Linked DNA regions of Rattus norvegicus: region 1 is linked to region 2. The links are chromatin contacts, called in public Hi-C maps. All regions are on one chromosome and are shown on one strand. Each heading gives the region's core, a stretch centred on a gene start, on an enhancer-like site or on the middle of the called end of the contact. The rest is flanking DNA. Distances are from core to core; before and after follow the strand shown.

Region 1 (4,840 bases), core at 1,777-4,276, 65 kb before region 2:
GACACTGGCTATGCTTTCTTCAGACCCAGCTTGCGTTCTGTCCAGCCCTGTTCCCTGCCTAGTTTAAGCAGACTGTGTATAAATAAGGAAATGTAGACACTTGTGTAAAGTTTAGAGAAAGTGACAGAGAGAAATGCTCTGCTGTCTGGTGAGCGGGTTGAGGTTTCTGGCCGTGGCCGTGGCTGTGGCCGTGGCTGTGTTTCACTCAAGGCCGATGCCCATGTCGTAGAAGCTTTAATCCTTTCAAAATTTACAAGAAATGCTGTTTCCTTTCAGTTACAAAAAAAAAAAAAAAAAGTCAAAGAGAGCATTTGATTTGAGGAAGCAAAAGTCTAGAAAATGTATCCGGGAGTCCTCGTCAATTTGAAGCATAATGAAATATAAAAAATACTCAATAAAAGCTCCTTTATTACTTTAACTGTTTAAATGTGGAGTTTTTAGCCATCAGGTTAATGTTTTGGTATCATTTTTTTATTTGATTGTGAGCACTTTTCCAGGTAGCTCTGCCACTCGAGAGCTAATCAGATTCCCCCAGATGAGTGGTGCTCGCTGCAGACTGACATCACCGCGCTCCCTCTCGCTCCGACGTTATTTTATTTGTCTTTCCTGTAAAAGTTAATAACTCCATGTCCATGTGTTCAAACAGTCAGGGAGAGAGAGAAGGGGGAGCGAGCAAAAGGCGTTGAGCGACGGTGTTTCAGGAAGCTAGTTTGAGGACATTTCGGGGACGCGTATGATTTTCAAGTATCTTACCCTAGAAAGAGAGTGCAAGGAATTAAGACCACAGAGCAGGGTGGTGATTCATAATTCTTTGGATAACAGGAGTGAACTTCCGTCTGTCCCCCACGCAGAGCTGGAGTTTGAAATGAGTTACCATTGATTTTGAGAAGGCTACTCAATAAAGCTGGCTCTTAATGGTGAGAACTGTGTGAAGTTGGCAGTGATGGTGTGTGCACTGCCTGCTCATTTGACCTGCCCTGGATGTGCGTGACTGTAAGAGCATCAGACCAACGTGCAGAAGCTCCTTTCACCTTTGTGGAGAGGACACAACTCTGTGCCCAACAGGGCTCTGGTAGGCCTTTGTGGGATCTTTTTTTTTTTTTTTTCCAGACAAGGTCTTACCACATAGACCGGGCTGTCCTAGAACTCACACAGATGTGCCTGCCTCTGCCCTCCAAGTTCAGGGCTAAAGGCTGGTGCCACCACATGCTACTGTTGCCACTTCTCCCTCGGCCACTGTTCCCCTGCCCCATATGTGTATATCTCTCTCTCTTTTTTTTTTTTTTTCCTTTCTTTTTTTTGGAGCTGGGGACCGAACCCAGGGCCTTGCGCTTGCTAGGCAAGCGCTCTACCACTGAGCTAAATCCCCAACCCCATGTGTATATATCTCTTAATAGCTGGAGTTGTTAATAACGGGAGTGAAAGGTTGCTGGGTGGTTCCAAGCCCTGAGAACTGTTACCCTGTGTGATGTGGACTTCCTTGCTGAGCTAAAGATATATAAATTGAAGTTTAATAGAAGACCTGCTTGAGGTGTTTTTTTAAATAATTTGCACCTTCATACTGAAAAGGGCCCCCTGGCACGGGTCTGGCATGGGTGTGAACAGCAGTTGTCCTTTCCTTACTTCATTCAGTACCTCTTCCTCTTGGGCATCAGAGGTCCCTCCCGCTGTGTTGGACAGTTTGGATGGGACACTTAGGGAGTTGTCTACAGACATGGGACTTGTGTTAGGGACTGTGTTATTGGTGTGTATGACCTAGCCATGAACTTGTTTCATGGGATATGAGGTCATCTGATGCCGCCGTCTAGGCCTGTGTGTGCTGAGGAGGGCACTTCCCTCAAGAGATGCTGCTCACATGCCACCATTTGAGCAGTACATTTTCAACTCCTGTATTTTACTCTAAGTTTGAGAGTCCTCAGGCTGGCCCTGCCCTCTCTGTTTCGATCACACTTCTGGAAGTCACACTGCTGCTTTTCTCTTGGGCCATAGAGGAGCAGCAGCAGCAGCAGCAGCAGCAGCAGCAGCAGCAGCAGCAGCAGCAGCAGCAGCAGCAGCAGCAGGGATCAGGGCTTGGTCATCATGGGTCAGCCACAGGTCTGCTGCTTGGTGGATCTGAAGGCCATCTTCTAATTTTTACTTTCTTTAATTAACCAATTAATTTTCTTTAATGTGTGTGAGTGTTTTGTCTACATGTATATCTATGTACTACTTGTGTGCCTGGTGTCTGCAGATTCAGGAGAGGGTTGGCTCCCCTGGACTTGGAGTTATGAGCCCTGGCATGGGTGCTGGGAGTGGAGTCCAGTCCTCTTAACTGTTGAGGTGTCCATCTCCCTAGCCCCAGAGTCATGGAACGTAAGCTGTTTATAGGCTGCGGCTGGTCTTTTTCTTTTTTTTAAATTCAAATCCTAGTTGCCCATTATTAGCCCTTTCACCCCTTAGCTATCTGTCAGAGGTGCTGGTTAGTGACTCCTCAGAAGGTTTTAGTTTATACAGACATTTCAGCACACTCCTGTAACGTCAGCATCTTGGGAGGCCGAGGCAGAAGGGCTGTGAATTCTGGGCCTGCCAGTGCATGTAATGGAGACAGAGCTTCCTGACCTGAAGATCCTCTCCCACGGAACGCACAAGCCCATCTTGCCCTGTGAACAGAAGGTGTCAAGCCCTCCAGAGGGAGTGCTCCACACGCCACCTGGTTGTCATTTATTTTGTGTCTAGCCCTAGGGATGACTTAATGCTTAAGGTTGCCACTTTCAGGGACACAACCTTTCTTTGTCCCTGTCACGGCCATACCACAGCTTAGTCATGCATGACAGGAGAGAACTTCATCTGGCCCAGACTTGAGGAGAAGTGGGAGCTGGAGTAGTTCTCCATGAGGTAAGCACCTGAGCGGAGCAGTGATAAAGCATAAATTCGGCAAGCAGCGGAGAGGAAGAACCTAGGTATTACCAGGAAGGTCCTGGGGACTGTGTGCTGCACAGCTTTAGTGCTGGAGTCACACACCACCTTCATTGTGAGCTCACGGTCCTCCTGAGGAGCAGCGTGGACACTGAGTCATTACATTCCTTTGGAGTGATTCAACTCAACAGCTTGACACCTTCATTAATTTTACAACACAAAGCCTGGGTGTTTTCTCCTTCCTCTTTAACAGTGCAGGGAGTTAGTGGGATATTGAAATTACAGGAGCAGGGGACGAGGAAAGGAGCAGGCAAGGAGCTATGGAGAGACACTGCTCTGGGCTTTGAGCTCCCTGCTCTCCTTAGTGCTCCCCGGGACCAAGTCCCCAACTCTTGCCACTCAGCTCTGACACATAAGCCTTTTATTTCTGCTCCTGGCGTGCCAGCCCGCTTGCCTTCTCTGCTGAGGTCCCTGCTCCCGTGATCCGTGTATGATGGCATTTCCCTCCTCTTTTCAGTATGGAGGCTATTACAGTTCCTTCTCTAAACAGGACTTCAAACAATCTGCTGCCAGTTGGATTTCAAAGCCAAGGAAAAGGCAAATGTCATCCTTTTTTTCTCCCCTCTTTGGGTAACTGCTTTGTTGACTGCATCAGAAATTAGAGGGGTTGCTGTGGAAATTCAGGTGGGGATGCGTGGGGACAAGGCATTTAAATGTGCTTTTCTTTCCGCCTAGAGGAGAAATCCTTTTCCTTCTCAACCTTTCCTAAAAAGGAACTTTGATCTTCTCAGCCCAGAGGCTGGGGTTTTCATTTCCTCTCTAGCAAGCCTGTGTGTTCCGCTCCTTCTGCAGTGCCGACAGACGGACGGACGCTCAGTAGTGTGCAGCATCTGGGTCCCTGCCCCGCGGCTGGCTGCTCTGTGCTCCAGCTTCCTCTGTGCTCTAAGTTGGCCCAGAGTCCTCTGCTGAGCAGAAAAACCTCTCCAAAGTCACCCGGTCCCCGAGACCACTGTCACTTGGTACTAAGTAGTGTGTGGTGGTTGGTATAAGGTGGTTGTCCGCCTGCCACAATCGTCTCTGGAAGAACTACTCCCATAAAACAACAAAACAGTGGCATTCTGGTGAGCAGTATTTTTAACTAGGGCCAAGGAAAAAAATGTGGATGACAGATATTTCACTTTGAAAGGTGGTTTTTGCGCATGTGAAGTTGCCACTTTTCATAGAGGCTTTTACTTCATTTATCAGTGTTTTAAGAGAGACCAGGGTCAATAATGCATGCTTTAGAATTCCCTAAATACAGATTTACACAATAGCCCCTAAAATATATTGTGTTGAATGGTGTCAACTCTTCTGTGCTTTTGCAGAGGTATTTTATTCTTTAATGTGAAAAACAAAAGGACCAAGGAAAAATAAAACAAAGGAAATTAAGGCCCACAGCATAATTACTGCAGGGCTGGAACCCACAGCAACAATAGGAAGGACACAATGACCACAACCAGGAAATTCCAGCTGAGAGGGAGACTCCTTCCTTTAACTCTTTGAGCACTGGGGCACTTGACTGTCCATCCCTTCCTAAGTTCAGTTCACTGTCTAGTTTGTGACTTCAGGCTCTGTGGACAGGTTTTCCTTTCTTCTGTTTCCTTTTCTCGTGGTTAGTATACGTTAGATAGAAGTGTGTGCACGCATGCTTGCATGTGTACGCTTGTGTGCTAATTTGTAGATAAATGGGCTAAAGTGAACCTCTCGATTTTGTAACCCTGAGAGGAGAAAGAATTTAAAAAAAAAAAACAACAAAAAACCCAAAACCCTGTCACTGTCATCTGTTCATTTTTAATGAGCAATTTTTTAAATAAAAGAGGAAAATGAATAGGTGTTGAACCAGCCCGTGATATGTAAATGCCAACTAGTAATTACCTAAAACCTCAATTTTCATTCTGTTTCATCT
Region 2 (4,839 bases), core at 1,505-4,004:
ACTCCTCTTCCTTCTCCCCTCATCATCATCATTTTGACCAGGCTTTGCCTGCAGCTGGGCTGCTGGTCCCTCAGACGAGTGCTCTCCTGTGGTCAGGGGGAGGCCAGGCGGAGGCTGGGCTGCTATGCAGCCTCGTATTAGAGTCGTGTGCCTTCTGGAGAAGCTGAGTGACAGGGTCAGAGCACTCTTGCATGCTCATACACACTCACACACGTGCACATACACACACACACATACTCACACACACACGTGCACACACACTCACACATACATACTCACACTCATACACACGTGCACATACACTCACACACACACACTCACACATACTCACACACACACACTCACACATACATACTCTCACACACACGTGCACATACACTCACACACACTCATACTCACACACACGTGCACATACACTCACACTCACACACACTCATACTCACACACACGTGCACATACACTCACACTCACACACACGTGCACATACACTCACACACACTCACTTATACTCACACACACACGTGCACATACACTCACACACACATACTCACACTCACACACACACACACACACTCACACACACACACACATACACACACCCCACAGTCCTGTCCCTCTGTGCCTGGCCTGGGCAACTGGCTCAAGGCCTTTGAGACCCCAGGAGCAGGCTTTTGCCATTGGTGAGCAAGAGGCTCATTTCTCTTCCCCAGCCCAACCCTATCAGTCTGTTGTGTAGGCTTTGGGCTATAAACGTACTTTTTAATCAGTGTCTAAGTAAGTGTCCACACTTTCCTGAGTTGTGTCCCTGAGCCCAGCCGTTTAATGGGATTTGTTGAGGATAGGCAGTGGCAGCTGGGTGCAGAATTTCTAAGACGCACATCTGCTCTGCGCCAGCTGTTTCCTCCCATGGCTTAACACCAAACAGGTCTCTCCGCTACTTGAAAACTTCCTGCTCGGGACAAATTGTTCTGGTTGGTCACAGGGTTGGCATCAGGCCCCCTTCGCTTGCCTGCCTTCTGCGAGTGCAGAGTTAACTGATGCTTCTCTGGGTGGGGCAATGGTGTGCAGTCTCCAGCCTCCTTCAGGATTGCAGGCTGAGGGTCTCAGTCTCCTGGCCTAACTAGCACATGTCTCCTTAGAAACAGGCTTCCTCCTGATTTGACAGTAGCACAGAAACAGTGGCAATGACAGTTTTAGTACTTGAGTTTTCAGTTGTCACCACCGAGCTTCAGTCTCTGCTAGTGTTACACTGTTCCATTCAGCTCCTGGGTGACTCTGCTCTTCACTTCAGTACTTTTACCAAGAGGTGTCAAAACTGCTCAAAAAAAAAAAAAAAAAAAAAAGAGGGGGAAAAAAAAAGCTTGATTTTGATTAATATAGAGAAACAAGACTTTGCCTGACTGATAATAAAACTGATAAATGACATTTGAATTACTTGTAGCGGTAATTTATTACATAAAATATCTTTTATTTGACATGCGATTAGTTGCTGGAAGCATCACTCAATCTGACTAGTTTAAACATGCTCTAAAATGAACCCCAGTAAAAACCAGGGCTGTCGGCTGCTGGCGTTATGAAACCTACTAATCCTGGAGTGAGGGGGGAAATCTGACTTTAAATATTTAAATGATTAATTGGGTTTATATATTTTTTTTACCTCTCTAACCCCCTTAATTACAACCAAACTCAGGGGAGTTTCTGAACTAGGTGTGCAGTCTGCATGCTTATCACCGAGGCATTATCTGTGTCTGGGAGGGATTTATGGCCTCTGTTCCTGAGTGCTCCTGCTTCTGTGCCTGGAACCACTGCGTCCCTTCCCTTCCCATTTCTCATCCGTGTAAGGACATTTCATCTCTGAGCCCACGCCCAGAAAACGGGCTTCCCTCTGGTGAGCCCCAAGTACCTCCGTGTCAGCTTAGTCTCTCTTGAGAACACGTGGAGGAGCTGGCATATGCAGACCTTGATTTCCCGACCACCCTAGCTTAGTGGCCATGGGGCTGCTGGGTGCCTCTTTTGCTGTCTCTGCTCTCTGGGAGCGTGCTTGACCTTGAAATGTTACTGATGCCCGTGCTGAGGAGAGCTGCCAGAATGGTACTTGTTCAGCTCAGCCCAAGCACCCACTGGATGCTCAACTCGGTATTATATGAGAGTTTCAAACATGAACTTTGAGAATTTTACATGCTCTTAAGAAAAAGAGAATAACATCAGACATTGTGATTTAATGCCAAAATTAATTATACTGACAAAAATTCTGTAAGATTACAGAAAAGAGCAAAATTAATGTGGGCTACGGCAGTCAGGAGGCTTTGTGAGAGTGGCAGGAGGTGACACCTGAGGGGGCATGGTGTCACCTAGTGTGAGGATAAACCAGTGTTCCTCCGGCTGCAGAGAAAGTCAGGCAGAGCTCAGGAAAAGCCCGGCTGGGATCCAAGAGAAACCTGATCCTCTGCTTCTCCTTTTGGCTTTGTTCTGTTTGACTTTGAGTCAGAACTTGTGAGCGAGCGTGTCCACAGCCCTGCAAGTGGGCTTCTGGGGCTTGCTCCGTGCTGAGCTAAGTGATTTGTGATTCGTGCTGAGCTGATTTCTCTTGTTTCTGTGCAGAGAGGTGAGCACCAAGGGGCCTGGAGGTGTGAGCAGGGGCTGGGACAGTGTTTTGTGGGTGCCAGTGTTTGTCACTGAGCAGTAGAGCCCCGTCAGAGGCCGGCCGGGGCTTTAGCCGCCTCTTCTTAAAATAGACCGGAGATGCCCAGGGCTGGCTCGGAGCTTTGAGTCATTTGATGAGAAGTCCTGAGAGAGCATTCTTCTGAGTTTGCTTCAGTCACAGCCCTGGGTGGTAATACACACTCATCCCGAGTACCTTAGCTCATGACTGAGTGACTCCCATGTACCAGGCACTGCACGAGACCCCTGGGACAAACAGGTTATTAACATACCCCTTAGTCTGTTTTCCACTGCTGAAGACTTGAGAAAGTCAACTTAGAAATAGAAAAGGGCTGTTCTGGGTGTATAGTTCCAGTCTGTGACTGTTGACCTGTTGGCTTGGGGTGTTGGGTGACAATGGCAGAGAGCACATGGCAGAGAGAAACTGTCCGTGTCATGGCCAGGACAGAGGGAAGGGTCTGGGTGGCTTAAGGTCTTCCTCTAGACTTTGCAGTTCTTACTTCATCCTGAGAGCACCTGGGGAACAGGCTCCCGGCCGTAGCCCAAGCCTGACTGCTCTGCAGACAGTAGCCAGCTTGTCAGGGCCTGGGAGGCAGGCAGGAAGGAGGCTGGTGCAGGAGGGGAGGGAGCCCCTGAGAGCAGGTGCTTCACTGACCCCACGGGTAACGGGGTCAGCGGTCTGACAGGATGGATGAGAGCGTGAAGACAGGAAACTCCATGATGACCTTAAGGATCTCCGGGTGATCCAAGAAGCTGGAGTATCTGAGGAGGAGGCAAAATGACAGCTAAGCCCACACTGACAGAAGATAACCAGCAGCTGTGATAGCCAGTTGTTTCAGAAGTTTCACCATCTAGTTAACAAAATTGCCCTTAGACTAATGTTAAAGTCACTTATTTAGAGGCGGATTCTGAACCTCTCTTGCCCTCCCTGTCGCCTTTGATTTTCCCCAGGTTGGAGCCCACTGTCCACTTCTTGACGGCACCCTTCCAGTGCACGTCATTCTGCCCTGATGGAGGCACCTGTGGCTCTCAGCCCCTGCTCTCCACCACACTGCATGCAAATGGCTGTCTCAGTGTCTTCTCTATTAATCTGTGAGTCCTGAGGCTTTTATACAACTCAAATGGCCTGAGGCTCTGACTTAGCAGGTGTCTAAAAATGCTTGCTGTCCGGGTGACCCGTGCCAGTGGTGTGCTTGAGAACTGAGAAGAAACTGCCTGGTGACGATGCCCATTTGGTCACCTGCCCATCAGCCAGACCTTTCTCATGTTCAACTTATGTAGGCTGTTCTCGGAAGCTTGTGGAAATAGTAATGGACACACTTGCTTTCAGGAGGTCACCATTTAATGCACAAGGAAGCTGGGAGTATGGGGAAGGACAGAAATGACTAGTCCCTGCTGTATTGTGTGGCAGTCATCTTGAGAGTTTCCACTTAAAGCATAGGAATGACGTTTGGGAACCCCAGAATGGTAGGTAGTCTTCAGAGCCTTGAAAGGGTGAGGCTTGGACTGGCTTTGCATGTCACTAGGGCAGTGCTACATCTCAGAAAATGAGTTTTCTCTGCTATCTAAGCACAGGTCGTCTAGCCAACCACGAAGGCTCTGCAGCCTTTAGGGATTCAAGTCTGCTGCCTTGACAGCTCGCTGGTATCCATTTTGTCCTGCCCACCAGGTCCAGCCCCCTACTGCCCCATCTGCCATCCAACAACCTAAAGGAAGGGAAGGACCAGCTGCCTCCCGAGGATACCCCAAGATCGCCACGTCCTGTCCATCTCCTCCTTGCTGACTGGAACGTGGTTGCATGGTCTTCCCATCTGCAGGGAGCCTGGCAAATGGGGCGGGCACTGGGGACTGCGTCTGTCCAGTCGTCTCTGCCCTCTTCATCATCGTCTAGGCCCAGTAAAGTGTTGTTGGAGCTGGCGTGAGCACTCACACTCAGGGGTTACCGGGCCTGTGCAGGCTCCAGTGGCTGGCTGCTGTGGTATTTAGAAAGGTTCAGCTGGTTTATTAGGAGGGTGGGACTTGCTACTTTATTATCACGCTTTATAACATCTAAATGTTAGATTCCTCTGTGTGAGTCGGGCGCCATCAGGCATGTGCTTCTCAGGCTGTGTTAGAACCCTTAGGTCACTTTCTCCCTTGGTTTCAGCCACCAACAGGTTGGGGAAAATGTTGGCTTTT

Evidence for each region. Hi-C and Micro-C count contacts between places; a contact is called where the count stands out from the background.
Region 1: a contact with region 2 is called in a Hi-C map of the A7r5 cell line, with 1.5 times the contacts expected there. The contact joins two enhancer-like sites. A contact is called at or near these places in 2 of 12 Hi-C or Micro-C datasets (the A7r5 cell line and kidney).

What each region holds. Positions count from the first base shown.
Region 1 is chr5:164,768,082-164,772,921 of GRCr8, reverse strand. All of the region lies in intron 2 of Pex14 (peroxisomal biogenesis factor 14), which reads left to right. Among named protein-coding and RNA genes, the nearest start is that of Pex14, 49 kb to the left of the region's middle. Within about 2 kb of position 3,026, at least 14 of the 93 cell types and tissues checked have an H3K27ac peak or open chromatin away from gene starts, as enhancers often do. A contact at or near this core is called in the A7r5 cell line, where this site is marked.
Region 2 is chr5:164,702,681-164,707,519 of GRCr8, reverse strand. The region is part of intron 4 of Pex14 (peroxisomal biogenesis factor 14); the gene reads left to right. Among named protein-coding and RNA genes, the nearest start is that of Pex14, 110 kb to the left of the region's middle. Within about 2 kb of position 2,754, at least 8 of the 93 cell types and tissues checked have an H3K27ac peak or open chromatin away from gene starts, as enhancers often do. A contact at or near this core is called in the A7r5 cell line, where this site is marked.